2 separate regions of the Gasterosteus aculeatus genome follow, and region 1 is linked to region 2. Evidence: chromatin contacts called from public Hi-C data. All regions are on one chromosome and are shown on one strand. Each heading gives the region's core, a stretch centred on a gene start, on an enhancer-like site or on the middle of the called end of the contact. The rest is flanking DNA. Distances are from core to core; before and after follow the strand shown.

What was found. A called contact is a pair of places that touch in the nucleus more often than the background predicts.
Region 1: a contact with region 2 is called in a Hi-C map of liver, with 6 times the contacts expected there. The contact joins the promoter of nrros here to the enhancer-like site in region 2. A contact is called at or near these places in 6 of 6 Hi-C or Micro-C datasets (blood and trunk muscle, liver, skeletal muscle and 2 more).

Annotation. Positions count from the first base shown.
Region 1 is chr21:10,542,800-10,550,027 of fGasAcu3.hap1.1, reverse strand. nrros (negative regulator of reactive oxygen species) reads left to right here and starts at 5,005. Exons shown (of 4, transcript XM_078095654.1): 1 at 5,005-5,104; 2 at 5,219-5,408; 3 at 6,464-6,578. The coding sequence starts at 6,477. fbxo45 (F-box protein 45) reads left to right here. Exons shown (of 4, transcript XM_078095659.1): 4 at 1-826. The coding sequence ends at 70.
Region 2 is chr21:10,486,226-10,493,063 of fGasAcu3.hap1.1, reverse strand. It overlaps vav3a (vav 3 guanine nucleotide exchange factor a), which reads left to right. Exons shown (of 28, transcript XM_078095652.1): 3 at 5,500-5,558; 4 at 5,685-5,750. Among protein-coding and RNA genes, the nearest start is that of vav3a, 28 kb to the left of the region's middle. Within about 2 kb of position 3,208, at least 1 of the 9 cell types and tissues checked has open chromatin away from gene starts, as enhancers often do.

The sequences.
Region 1 (7,228 bases), core at 3,756-6,255, 55 kb before region 2:
AGCGGTCTCTGCCGTGTACGGCAACACCGAAGTCACCATGGTGTACCTGGGAAACCCTCTGGACGGCTAGACGCCAAGCGACCTGCGCCCCGGCCAGAACTAACAAGACTATTTTATGTCGACAGACTTCAGACTGTGTTTTGGAGACCAAAGCTGAATTGTGTTCCTTCCAAGCTGAATTACTATTCACACAAACCCACACACACGCACACACACACTCGCCAAGAGAACCGCGGGCATTTCCTTTGCAGCTCGACACAAGGACTGAAAGTACAGCGGAGAAGGAACGGTCACATGTTTCGGTGTCAGCGAGGAAGTGGCCGTTATTTAAGTTCACGCGATTCCGTCTGTCACTGACATTTAGCTGAGAATTTATGTCGGCTTGAATGAGGCCAAAACTATTCTAAACCCGTGGCAAACACTTTAAGACATTGTTTTTAACGCGTGGAACAGTAGTTGTTCTCGCGATCTGTTGTATGAGGTAAAGGAGTAACGCAGTTTAACTGTAATCGATTTCTGGAGTATATTAGTTATATGCCAAAATCAATGTGACCTGATCGCTATAAGGCAAACAAAGAAGACATGCGGACCAACTGTCATGCATGTGCATGGATACTGGGTTAAAGGCTATAATAACTGGCCTTTGATATACCAATCCAGGAATAGTGGAAGGCTATAGCTGTATCATGTTCGTTTGCGTCCTTTTTAATGTGCTACTGTAGTATTACACACTATTTATTTCATGTGTTTTATCTATGGTACTATATATACTGTATGGTAATAAGGCCTGAAAATAAAGTCTACATGATGCCACTCTTCTAATAAAGATGGTTTGATGTTTGACGGCTGCTGATCCACGGCTGCGCCATGTTACATGTTTCCATGGTTGCAAATGTGATATAAATGAATTGCACCATAATATAGGCCGTTCATAGTACACGCCACACGGAGAGACTATACATGAGAAGCCTATCAAGTCAAAGCTGTCCATTCTGCTCTAAGTGTTCCTGCCTGTATGTGAAAAATAATCTGTGCTCAGCCCTCATCTTTTTCCATGGATCAATACAAGTGTAGATTGCTGTTCCGGCCTAGAATAGCAGCTATTAATAAAACCATTTCATGCTAATAGCCTATCGCAGCGGACAGGAAGTAATACGGCAAAGTATTATGTTTACCGTTGGAGTCGCACAGCACTTTTAATGAAGAGATTAATACCAGGCATGAGGCATATTTATTTACAGGTGTATTTATGCAATATTTTGTTTTTACTCCACCGCAAATGCACATTGTTAGCCACATGTTTGGCAACGTTCTGTCTCCTCTATCACGCCATCGAGAGGTCGGTTTACAACACAGTTTGTCGAGTCACGGGGCCACAGTCCCATCATCTGATCAAGCTCTGTCTGTATTTGAATCCTAGCGGCGGCGTGACAATAACACCAAGGTCGCAGCATATAACAACACAGAGTACAGACAGGAATTGAAACTCTCTCACAATGTGCGCCCGTGTGCATGTGCAGAATAACAATATGGTTGCCAACGTTAAACTTTTTAAGGAGTTGTATCTAACATTCAGAGCATTAATAAAGCAGCAAACAACGATTTACTGTGTGTTTTCAAGGGAACATTAGTGGCTTGATTATTGCTGCTGCAGGATCATAAACACGACAACACTGTGTGACATTACACGAAAAGGCTCCTAAAATCACAATCATACATGCCCAACGGTCCTCCCTCAAAACAATAGCTGGAAGATTACATCAGGATGTTTCCGGTGGCGAAATATGGCCCCCAAAAAAATAACTGCAATCAACACCTCATAGTTTTTCCAAAACACGTTGAGCTTCACATTGCATTCATTGCTGGTTTTAAACATCCACAACTGGGAGGACTTTCCTTCCCCCTTGTTCCTCGGTTCTCAACACCTGGACCAGCGAGCGGGCAGCTAGCGGTTAACGTTGGTAACAGTGAAAACTACAAAGAAAGGGTTGATGGTGGTGCATGGAGTAGAGAGGGTGCAGCTGCTCCATGTCCCACGTCGAACTGTCCCTGAGCAAGACACCGAACCTCTAATTGCTCCCCGGCTGAAATGTAAAAGCCATGGGTTAAAAATGCAATGTGAGTCACTTTAGATAAAAGAGTCAGCTAAATGGCCTGTAATGTAATGTAATGTAATGGAATGAAAGACTAGAAAGTGTTTTCCTGATCAGATGTTTCCATCACATGAGTGCCGGCGCAGACCAGCAGCCATCAGCCAGCCAGTGGGGCTCCTCACGCGCACCAACGTACGCTAAAAGCACAAGGAGATGCTCTGATTGCAACACACACACACAGAGGGAAGGGTGACGTTATAGACATTACTCACTATATCTATATGCTGCTGCTATATTCATCAAATCAGTCCTTTAGACAGCATTGTTCAGCTTAGCTAAATTAAAGCAGTAATTAACAATGTCTGACTCACAGTGTACTCGGGTAACTTAATGTTTTTTTATGTCTGCCACGAGGAATCCTACACAGGAACACATTCAAGAGAGACATTGCAGTTGTTGATGTGCTGAACCAGATCCTCGGGATTCATAAATGAATTAACAGACATAAACAACATGCACCGCCCACAAAGACACAAAGCTTCATCAATAGGAAATAAAAAGGAAAACAGATCCCAGCCCGGGACGCAGTGTTCTGCCTCAGCTCTGTCGATCTCCGAGGGCCACCACTTCAATAACCGAATGACTCATTGTAAGATGTACAGCCAATATCAAGAGGATTGTCCCCTCGGTGTGTCTGCGCTGTCCCTTTCTCGTTGCGTTTCCCCACAGTGTGTGTATCTCCTATTGCAGAGCAGCATCTCCAGCCACCTCTGTCCTGCTCTGACCCTGAACGCCTGTTTGCCAAGCTGTCAGCCTCTCGTTAGCCTCTCCGCCCTTCATCGTTTTGACTGCCACCGCGGGTGGAGAGACTAACTGTAGGTCTGTAGTATTAAACCGTCTACCAGCAGTTCAGCACAAAAGCTATTTGCAGACACCGTAGCTAAAGAAATGTCCTCTTCTGTCATGTTTGTGGTCATATGGGTTTATACCTGCACTAGTGGTTGTGAATACGCAATGTTCCCAGTCTCCACAAGGGGGCAGGGAGCATCTTGAGATGTGCATGTTGTGCAAATGGCCTCACGTCCTAGAAAGTCATGTGCACCAACAACAAAGAGAATATAAGTTCTCCACCGCACTTTTCCTTATTAATCTAACTTTTTATATCTGTTGGTGTTGCAGCAGTAGATTCAGGTTCATGCTGAAACAATATTTAGATATTGTTTCAGTATTTAGAGATATTACAAAAAAAAATGATGTTTAGGTCAAAGAGAGGAATTACATTTGTATCGACTATGTATATCGGTATATTCTAACGTGAGCATTTGTGCATATGTTCGTTATTTATTATCCCTCATTGCAGTGGTGCTTCTTCATAGGACTTTAGTTGCTCACATCCTAACTCACCCATGAGACTTTACACCCAAACTGTAACATCACCTCGTCAGCTCTTTGCAATATGTCTTATTGGGACAGACATGACATTGGATTTCTCCTTCTGCTACACATGCACACAGCGTGAGAGCTGCTTTCTGTCCGTTTGCTTAGAACAGGAGAATAAAACAGGTGATGCGTGCCGGTACGACTATACATAGTCGGGATTTGAGAAGGCAGCCACAGTTTCTGGAGTAGCCCAGAACGGACACGCTGACTCCAGAGAAACCACTCACACTTTTTGACAAGAGGGTAGAACACGCCTGTATCAGCTCCTAACCGTCAACCGAAAAAGACTCTGAAAAGTAATTCCCAGGCTCATGCTTGTCAAATCTTTAATCAAAAATTAAAAATGTCCTCCACTTCAACCGCACTAACGCATCGGATATACATGAAGGTTTTACTCGACCGGAAAGCTTATATTTGTATTCGTATTTGTGACAGCACGTGGTTGAAGAAATGACACAGTGTGATATTTAAAGGAACAAAGACAGGGCTGCTGTGTTCACTGGTCTGAAGTTTATTGAGACAAAAGCGTGTCGTAAGCTTCTCTACCGAGTGCAGGCAGGAATTGTAGGGTGATGCCATCGAGGTCCCAGAAATATGAGTGCAGGAGTGCGTTGTTGTTGTGTTCACAAGAACCTAATGAGGCCCCTGTCTTAAAAACAATGATTCGTAGCTGTACTGAAATAAATAATAATGATCTCAGTCAGCGCTGTTGCCACCGTTGGCTGCCAGTTGCCGGCAGAATCATAGATATGCTATAGCCTCTTTAATACATTTTCTCTTTTAATGCGATTTTAGTAGTGTCAGTAGACAGATAAAGGGTACGAACCCACAGGACAAGGATGCCTCTGGGATCCCACATCCAATCTTATATTCAATGTGGGATCTTATATTGTATTCCTCTGTTATGAGTCCAAACTCGTAACAGCCAGAGGTGAGAGCTGGAGATGTTTTGTAAAAAAGCAGGAACTTTACCAACAAATCAACTCTACGAGGATGGCGCCATGACTTCCTGATTCCTATTCCCTATTCCCTCATCCACTGGGAGGAGAAACAGCCCAACAGGCAGATTTAAGTTAACCGTAACAATAGAGCTGGTGTGCTTTTCGCAGCTGGTTATTAAGAAACGGGATGGAAACACGTCCACGTAAGCAGACTAGGGGGCCTGACCGACGGAGGGTCTGTGTTTAGGGAAGTTGGTTACTGACAGAAGCCATGTTGGAAACATATCGGTGTTGAATGACGAACCTTAGAGAACTTTATTCACTTAAAGCATAGTGCAGGGATTTGGTGCGTGCTAAAAAAGCGGGCCCTCCATTATCTCTATGTGCTGCGTTGGCCCCCGGTGGATGAATTCAATACTAAAGCGCGTTCTGCATCTGTGTGTTTTGGAACGGCTGCTGCAGTGACAGGCCGAACACCGTGCAGGAAGGGCGTGTGTGTGTCTGGTGGTTTCCTCTCTCATCGGTTGGCTGATCAGAACGAGTCGAGGGTGTCAAGGGTGTGTTCTCGTTAGGTTTTTGCGGTGGCAGTTGTGCTACCAATCGTAGCTTCTTTTTTTTTTCTGGTGGGAGGTGCGGGATGTGAGGGGTGTGTGGGGTGTGGGGGCCGTATTGCTGTGCTGGTTGAGAGCTGTTGAGCCTTCGCACTTGCTTGAGAACCTTTTCTTTTTCTTTTTTTGATTGCAGCTTGTCCATGTGACTCTGGTTTCCGCTGCTGGCCTGCTTCCGTGAGCAGTAAAGAGAGGCTTCAGTCACATCAGAGGAAGGCAGCCGAACGTCACGCGAGCGAACGCTCTCTGCAAACGGCGAGTCAACCAACGATATGGTCAGTGGATCAACCGGCAGTGGCTTGGTAAATCCACAGCTAACCACCAGCGTGAGTACACGAGCAGTGTGCATTAGTTTGATGTTGGTGTTTGCAATTTGCTAAAAGAAGCGACAAAGCAGAATGTTGAACCTTAACAGTTTGTCTTTTGAACAAGTTATTTCATTGATCACCTTCCTTTGTGCGTACTTGAAAGCTTGCAGTGTTGAGTAGGATGTCATAAAGTGCTACAACACAGGTCATCATAAAAATGTAGCTCTCAAAATGTTTATTCATTTTGCATATTGGGTAATTAATGATATGACTTGGTTTCGACTAATGATACAACGTCAACCCAATTTAATAATGCAGATTTCTCTGTACCGATTTTAACATGTATTAATTAAAACATTGCACATTTTGCCATTGTTCTATTCGATGAAACCCCATTCTGTCGTTTTGTGCAATCCTTATGTCGCTATCAAACTAAAAACTAAGAACAACAACACAACACAAAAATCCTCAAATGAAAAGGCGTCCAAGACAAAGAGGGAACACAAGGCCTCCACATCCAGTTAAGGTCACGCTGCGGCTTGAGTTGAAATTAGGGGAATTTTACCAGAATGCCCAACAGCTTTATTCATCAGAATAAAATGCATTCAGACATGGACTTGGATTTTGTTATTGTGTAGGGACCTCCAGACCCAACAGTGATCCGCCGTGAAAGACTTGCCTGTCAAGTCTAACACGTACATTACGCTTGCTCACAGCTACAGAAATGTTTAAATTATGACAAAAAAAAATCTTGCAAACCACCCCAATGTTTTTGGTATGAGTGGATAAATGTATATGTGCCCGTCCGACACTTTGATGTCAAGCTTCCGTCTCGTTCTCTCAGTTTTAGAATCCGTCAGTTGTTCGGAGGGAGGGGGGGATTTACCACATTTTTTACACGGTCCAAAATGTCCCCTCACTATGCTCATCATCGCGTTCAAATCTTGAACGGAGGAAGAGCGAGTCTGATGTAGATACTCGTTGACTGATTAAGTTGGACATTCCGCAGTGAGCTCATGTCTTGATTGATTGATCAGTATCCTCTCTCTTTCCTCCCATCGCCCGGTCAGCAGTGAGGATGTTAAAATGCCAGTCCACATGCTCACTGCCATCCTGCTGTGCTTGTCACCCACGTGGAGAATCCTGACGCCGGTCTCAAGTCATCCACGACACAGCCAGTGTCAACTGGTAAGACTCCAGTTCATAAGAGACACTGTTGTATAACTGAGATTACCTGTATTAATAAAGGTTCAATTAACGGTTTGTGATTAATATATATCTATCACCCTAAAATATAAAAAAGGGTCTCAGAATAAGTGGAGTAGGAACGACGCCCAAATGGTGAACAAACTCCTTCGTACTTTGTGGATTAAAGATAAGCATTTTTCAGATCGTGTCAATATTGCAAAACTCTACTGTGAGGCTGTGTTCAGTGTGCGGCCGATGTTCTGCCAACACGATAACTGAGACTAAAAATCGTCATGAGAACATCCTGTAGGAATTTACCTTTTGTGAAGATATTTTGAGTGCTGTAACATTTCCTACTTTGTCTCATTGGAAAGGCAAATAGAGTCATTTAATCCATTAAAAAGGTTTGTCAGCTGTATGTGATGTTTATAGTATTTTTCATTTTATTAAGACAATTAACTTTCTAAGAAGCCATTGTGTTATCTATAATTTAACAATGGCACACTCACAACATTGGATTTATTGGATTGGTGGAACTTTCTCACATTGTTGATGAAAGACAGATATTTGAAAAAGTGAATACATTTTCAATTGTCCTTTTAATAAATGAAGTAGCTCTCTAATGAATTACCTTTCTGATGTAATCTTTA
Region 2 (6,838 bases), core at 1,959-4,458:
GATCCAGTGTTTTTTTGAGCTGGACCCAAAATCCAGGATAAATCGCTGCCTCTGCTGCTTCCTTTTGTAGAGCAGCGACTGAAAAAATTCACATCTACGTGAAGCCCAACGAGATTCCATCTGATTACCCTGTTTGATCTAATCAGTACTCCAAACAACAAGGAAGACCAGTTCATCTTCATTCATACAGTATAACACCATTTCTTTGACTTGGTTGTATTCTCTTTGCTTTTTTGCGATACAATAAGTGCAGTAAAAACAAACAAAGAGAGCCTGCTGACACATGCTGCATAAATATACATCACGTATACATACACCGTTGTTCGTAGTTGTGAGCGGCCCGTGTGGAATTCAGCCGGAGTAACCTTACCTGATTTCTCAGATCAGACGCGTTTGTGTACCTCGAGCCGCGTGGGAGCCTCAGCGTGCCTGCCGAGTGTTTGTGCGTTTGTCTGCATGTGAGAACCATGCAAACGTGCGATCAGCTGGGTGATGTGCTACTACTAACGGGAACATGAAGCATTCAGGGGGCGCGGGAGTAACGAGTGTGGATGTGTGTGTGTGTCCCGAGGGGCTGCGTTCTCTGCAGGTTGATGTGATTTACCTGGACACCACTAATGCCCTTGCGTTTGACCTTAACCCTGCTGAGATGGACTTATTAAAGAGGGGGAGCGATACAGGCACACACTCCGGTTCAAACAGCACAGCACTGAACCGAGCTCCGGTTCAAGAGAAACACGCCGTGAGTGTGACACAGTTAGGAGGGTCTTCCATTGGGACGCATTCTGTGCCAAAGCACAAGTTTGTGAATGATCTCAGGAGTTGGGCCGCTACGCGCAGAAAGACTTCTGCTCCAGTTATCACATGGCGTGCTGTTTGTGGCACGTGTTTTAAGAAATGTGCAGGCAGAAACCCCCATAGCTGAGCGCATGCACGGCTGTGATCGCATTACCACAGATGACATTGAAGCGATGGATCTGTGATTTCTTCCTGAAGCCCGCTATCACTCTGACAACGTGGCTTCTGAACCTTTCGGCCCTTCACCCTCCGGCTGTTTCACAGAGTCATTATTTTCCTAAAGTCACAATTTTTCTCACCCGCACTAAAACACGAGGCTGGCGTTAACAGATTTATTTATTTCAACGTCAACCCCAACCCTGAGGTCCACTGTGTCTAAGACGCTCGTCTGGGGTTTTCTACACGCGCAACTGTGGAGTTGAAGCAAGTAAAGCAGAGCAGAATGGTGGACTAAGTGATGCAGCCCATGAAGACGAAGAAAAAATGGCGAGGGTGTGTTGCATTCCAATAAGCTACAAGTCTGTATAAGCCAAACACACAAATTATGTATTATAGGCGTTAATGAGCCATGGCACTGATTGCCAAACATTAGCTAGTCTTTCTCTTCGAGCCAATCAGGTTTTTATTGGCTTCTGTGTGTGTGTGTGTGTGTGTGGATTGAATTTGTTACACAGGCTGCATCTGTCTAACACACACACACATGCACATGCACACATTAATGAATGCATATGAGCACAAACAACAATCATCAACCGCTCGTGCAAAAGAAGACAGACACACACACACAAATGTAAAATGATCTTTTACAAACCTGCGTTGCATTCGCTGTATCCGTTCTGCAAATGTTGCCTTTGTTAACACCACTTGCAGTTCCCTTTCCGGCTTTTCATGTACGTTTTATCAAACCTGGTTAATGATGCGCAACAAAATGAAAAGACATTTATTATATTTTATAACCCTGACAAACCTTTGCATTTTGTAGTCTTTTAAAAAAAATGTTGTGAATGAAGATGAAACTTTTAATTCCTTCACTGCTGCAACAAGGAGTTTCGTGCGAAACAAGACGGAACATCGTTGAACGGTTGAAACCTTTCCCACTCAAGTGCCTTGCGTGCAGAAAACTAAACCAGAGAGCTCTCAACAACACTTAAATAAACGTGTGAGGATGGGTGATGCTGCTAACACCATGTGAAGGTGCTTTCACATCTGCTTTACGCTTTATTTTGAGGTGGTCGGGTGGAGAAACACGCACGTTTCCCCACTGGTCATAAGCAGGGGTGAGAAAAGCCTGAAGACTAACAGCTGATCACCGGTCAGTTAGACTGACGCTGTTGGCCTCCATGAGAATTCACAGGGATGAGTGTGTGGACACAGGGGGAATAATTGCCTGCGGTTTTTATCAGAACGTTTCTGGGCGAATGACAATACTGCTTTCATTTAGGGACTGGGTCATTTTAACACTGCACGCAGATTAGTCAGCTTTCCCTTTAAACGCTGCAGTTAAAAGCACCGTTTTCCGTTTCAGAAGTGGGTAGACGTATAGCCAACCTCAATCGTAATCTGCAGACGCCTTGTTCGGAAGGCAAAGCCACAAAAAGGAGGAATTACAGCAGAGAGCAGGAAACGGACATGTGTAAAACCAACAGAACTGTTGGCATGTCATGCATCTAAAATACATCACGGACTTTCCCGTTGCCGTCTGCCCTGAGTCAAGATAGATAAGGAGGAGGTAATCAGATATTAGAAATAGTCTTCATTCATATGTGGACAGATGAATACCAATTTTGAAATCAACACATCCAGCTTTTATTTATTGTAGGTTTAGAATTTCCCCAAAAGCAGAGCATATAAAGGCACACAGACACGCCATGTACTGCCTCAGTGGCTCCGGTGTGAATCATTGGACGCAGCGGCGCGGCTGAGGCGAGGTGGGACGGATTCATTAGCCTCCATCGGCCGGCCGGCGTCCCCCTTCATCAGCACTCATGTGCCTCGCGGCGGCCGAGCTTGTGGCCTCGGCTTTGTTGTGCGCCCCAGACACCAGAGCTGTGCGTGTCCTTTGAGCTTTTTCATTGGGAAATCTTAGATGATTTTTTGCTGTTTCATGATGACACAGTTTACTCGACGCGCCCGCAAAGAACACACGCTGAACCAATTCAGCATTGGAGTCCTCGTATGCCTTCCTGCCGCTCCACGAACGTTAGGGATCATCTATATTTCTTTTGATTCCCGGGCAAAAACGAATGACTCATCTGCCTTTGGTTTTTATTTCCTTGACATTTCTATTAAACAGTTTTGCGAGTGTTACACATGCACGTCTTCAGAGACGCCGCTCGGTTGTCTGCAGATGGTCGATTCTGTTGCGAAAGAGTGTGACTCATGTACCCGATGAAGCCAAACAGCACTCGACTCGTCGCACAAACCTGCCTGCCAGCTTGCGCCGGTCAGCTTCCAAAAGCTCTGTTCAACACGCAGTGGATCTTCAGCTTGTCGACACACTGCACCTGCCAAGTGGCCTCTGGATGTCCTTTGTGTATTATGGGAAGGAGATCTCTATCAACTGTGGCAGAGGGAGGTTCACTCTTGAGTTTTAGAGGATGAAGTCAGTGCTCTGGCTCATCGGTGTTTGGATTGCAGCACTGATTAACACGTGTTCCTGATCATACACTTTATGGTGGGTTGGTTGGGAATGGAGTGGACTTCAGAAAACCAAAAGATACGTGACATCCGACCGTTGAGATACTCCCCACCACCTGTGACGGAGAGCAAGCGCCTTTACACTTACTCATGCTTTTTTGACGTGGGTTTTGCCTCTCTGCAGACAGACCGTTGCTCGGCGGAGGTGTTTGGGGCTTTGCATCTCATGGCGCGTTTCCACCGAGCGGTACGGTACGGGTCGGGTCTGTTACCATGATTTGGCGAGCGTTTCCACCGCCAACAGTACCCTTACTTGATAGGCTTGGTGTATTCCAGAAAGTAGTGATAACGTCACTTGATAGGCGTGGTGTATTCCAGAAAGTAGTGATAACGTCACTTAATAGGCGTGTTATATGACGGAAAGTGGATTGACGTCATTCGATCGCGCGAAAACTGAAAGCTAACCGCAAACAACAATGGAGGACATTCAGCTGATCCTGTTCCTGCTTCTCGATATGTGGCTGTTTGTCACAAGGAGACGACAATCTTTGTTTGTGCAAAGGCTACATGCTGCAAGTGTGTTGTCTTTCCCCTTGCGGCACACGCAAATGACAACACTCTTTCAACCAATCAACGTTCTGCAGTGAGTCTAGCTCCACCCTTTAGTACCAAACAACTGTGCCAGGTACCCCAACGGAAGGGTACCCAAAAAGTGGTACGGTACGGTTCGGATTTTTGGTACCATTCTCAACTTTTGGCAGTGGAGACACAAATAAAAGGGTACCGACCCGTACCGTACCGCTCGGTGGAAACGCGCCATTTAACTTTACTGTCTGACCTTAATAAAGAAAACTAAAATGAATATTTCTAGTGGGCTTAGTTTGTGCATAAGCGTCATAGATGCAGGTCTCGTCTTATAAGGTGTCTACTGCTGCCGAGCTCCGTGTGTCTCTGTCACAAACACGGCTCGGCAGCCCCCCGGATCCCCCCACTGTTCAGCTGCACAGCATTACTGTTTCCCTTTGATCAGAGCTGCGACTGATAAACTCAATGCACTAATGCACTAATGTCATCTCAAAGACAGACTTTGACAGATTTACATACTGCCAGTCAGTGTTGTCCACTGTTCGTTTGATCGCCGTGACGCCACGTTGTGTCCCTCATTCTATGGCCTCCAACATTGTGTTTGGAATCAGTGACACGCAAAACACGACACGTTATTAGTTGCACAGCGTGCACAGTGTTGCAGTCTCCACTGTTTATACCGGTGGGGGGAGGGAAAGGCCAGTTGTGTGATCAGTATTGATCTCTGAGAGCTTATGCTCCGGGCCAGATGTGCATCTAAGTGTGTGTGCGTGTGTGAATGAGAGCGTGCAGGCCGGTGTCGGTCCACGCGTCATGTCAGCGTTATGTCAGCGGACAGACGAGAGGTTGTCGGGTCGTTTTTTTCCCCCCAGGTTGTTAACAGACGTGAATGAGAGGAGCTCCGCGCCCAGCGTTCACTCAAGATACTTGAAGGGTGCCGCTCGTTCGACAGTGACTAGTCGAGCACAAACACACACAAACACACACACACACACACACACAAACACACGCAGAGAGAGGGGTCAAGGGCACGCGCAGGAATGAGCACAACAGCGTGAAATTAGACTTCATCCTAATAGCAATCATGTCAGCCCGAGCGTGCATGTGGAGAACTTCACAGCAAGGTCAATTACCGATCGGCTCACGGCACTCTGATCCACTGCTTCTGTTGACTGCGTGTATATATATTTATATATATATATATATATATATATATATATATATGGATTGCTTATATCTCAGGATACACGTTGGCATGCGTGACTTCATTAGCTCTCGAGTGTCTGTTATTGCACACAAGTAAATTAAGGTTACAAAACGTGTGCGTGCAGCCCTGTTGGAGTGTTTGAGGATGCTGCCCTCATGTGCCGCCGCTGAGAAACGCATCCTGATCACAGCACCAGGACCCAGACAACAGACCGTTAACGTTATGTCTTTGTGATGTAAATGATATTCATGAGATCACGTGTTCCATTGCAGGTTATGGACACGCTCTCGAAACTTTCCCACACTGCGATTGCACAACAAACAGGAATCAGGTATGTGGAAGTGAAATGACTCGATCCAATAAAAGGGGAAAAATGATGCTACAGCATCATTAAGCACAATTCACTAGATGGTCCATGGCAGGTTATAATTAATGAAGCTCTCTATTTCTTTTATAGGCCTTATCCATCAGAAGAGAGTGTTGAAGATGAGGACATCTACAACCACCTGGAGGACCTTATAGAGTACGTATGGTCACCTAAACCTTCATTTTAAAGTGATTTGTTAATTTAGTCCCAAGTGTCCCTCCCACAAAACTACATCTAAGGACGAATGTAAAGCCTGTTAAAACTCCACTTAATTGTTTTATGGACATTAATTTCGTCTGAACAATTAAGTGAAATGTAATTTTTGCTAATAGCATGAAGTCTTGCAGTCAGTTAGATGCCAATTTACTCTAAAAGAACTTCATCAAAACAACAAACATTAAAAGTGAATGAGGAACGAACGACTCTGACAGAAGGCCTTAATCTAAATGTCCAAAAATGTGCAGAAGTGAGTGTCTTCCTCATAGTTCATTAAGTGTAGTTCTCTTATCAAAATCACTTGTGGTTGTCTTTTGTAGGTTAAAGTTTAACCTAGCTAGCAAATATGGGAAAATGTAGACATTGGTTTTGAGGTGCGTTTCAAGGGCAGATCTATAGCCAGTGTAAGGATACAAGTCAGTGGAGACAGATCATCTTACTGTTGGGACGGCCAGCACTGACACAGCGCTGACAGGAGCGGCAAGCAGCCCACTAGTCAGCAGCAGTGAGGAAAACAGCAGTCTGACAGCCGCCAGCTGTGGACGTGAGGTGCAAGTAGCAGCCTGGATGACTCCGAACAGAGCCGTGTTCACCTGTCATCTTCCATCATTTCATTTCATCTCTCTACTTGTGCAATGAGTGCAGTTACCTGTAGTTTGCTTGTTATTTCTATGCAAATAACATGATCAATCCCTGCTAGTCCAAACTACAGGCTGTGTGTGCGCATATCAGCCCTGAGTCATGTCGAGGTACAGTAATTGGCTCAGATGTGAGCAGCCAGAACAGTCTTTACTCTAGTGTGTGTGTGTGTGTGTGTGTGTGTGTGTGTGTGTGTGTGTGTGTGTGTATTTGAGTGCTTCTGAGCCACTTTCACAGCCACGGATTAAGTGTCCCCGCCTAACAAGATTTGTAGTATACTTTTAAAATCCTTATTGTGTTAAACCAGAACTGCGTGGTTTTTTTTGTGTGAACCTTTCATGTGGCTGTCATGAGGGATGAAAACCATTACCCACTAACAGTCACAGACG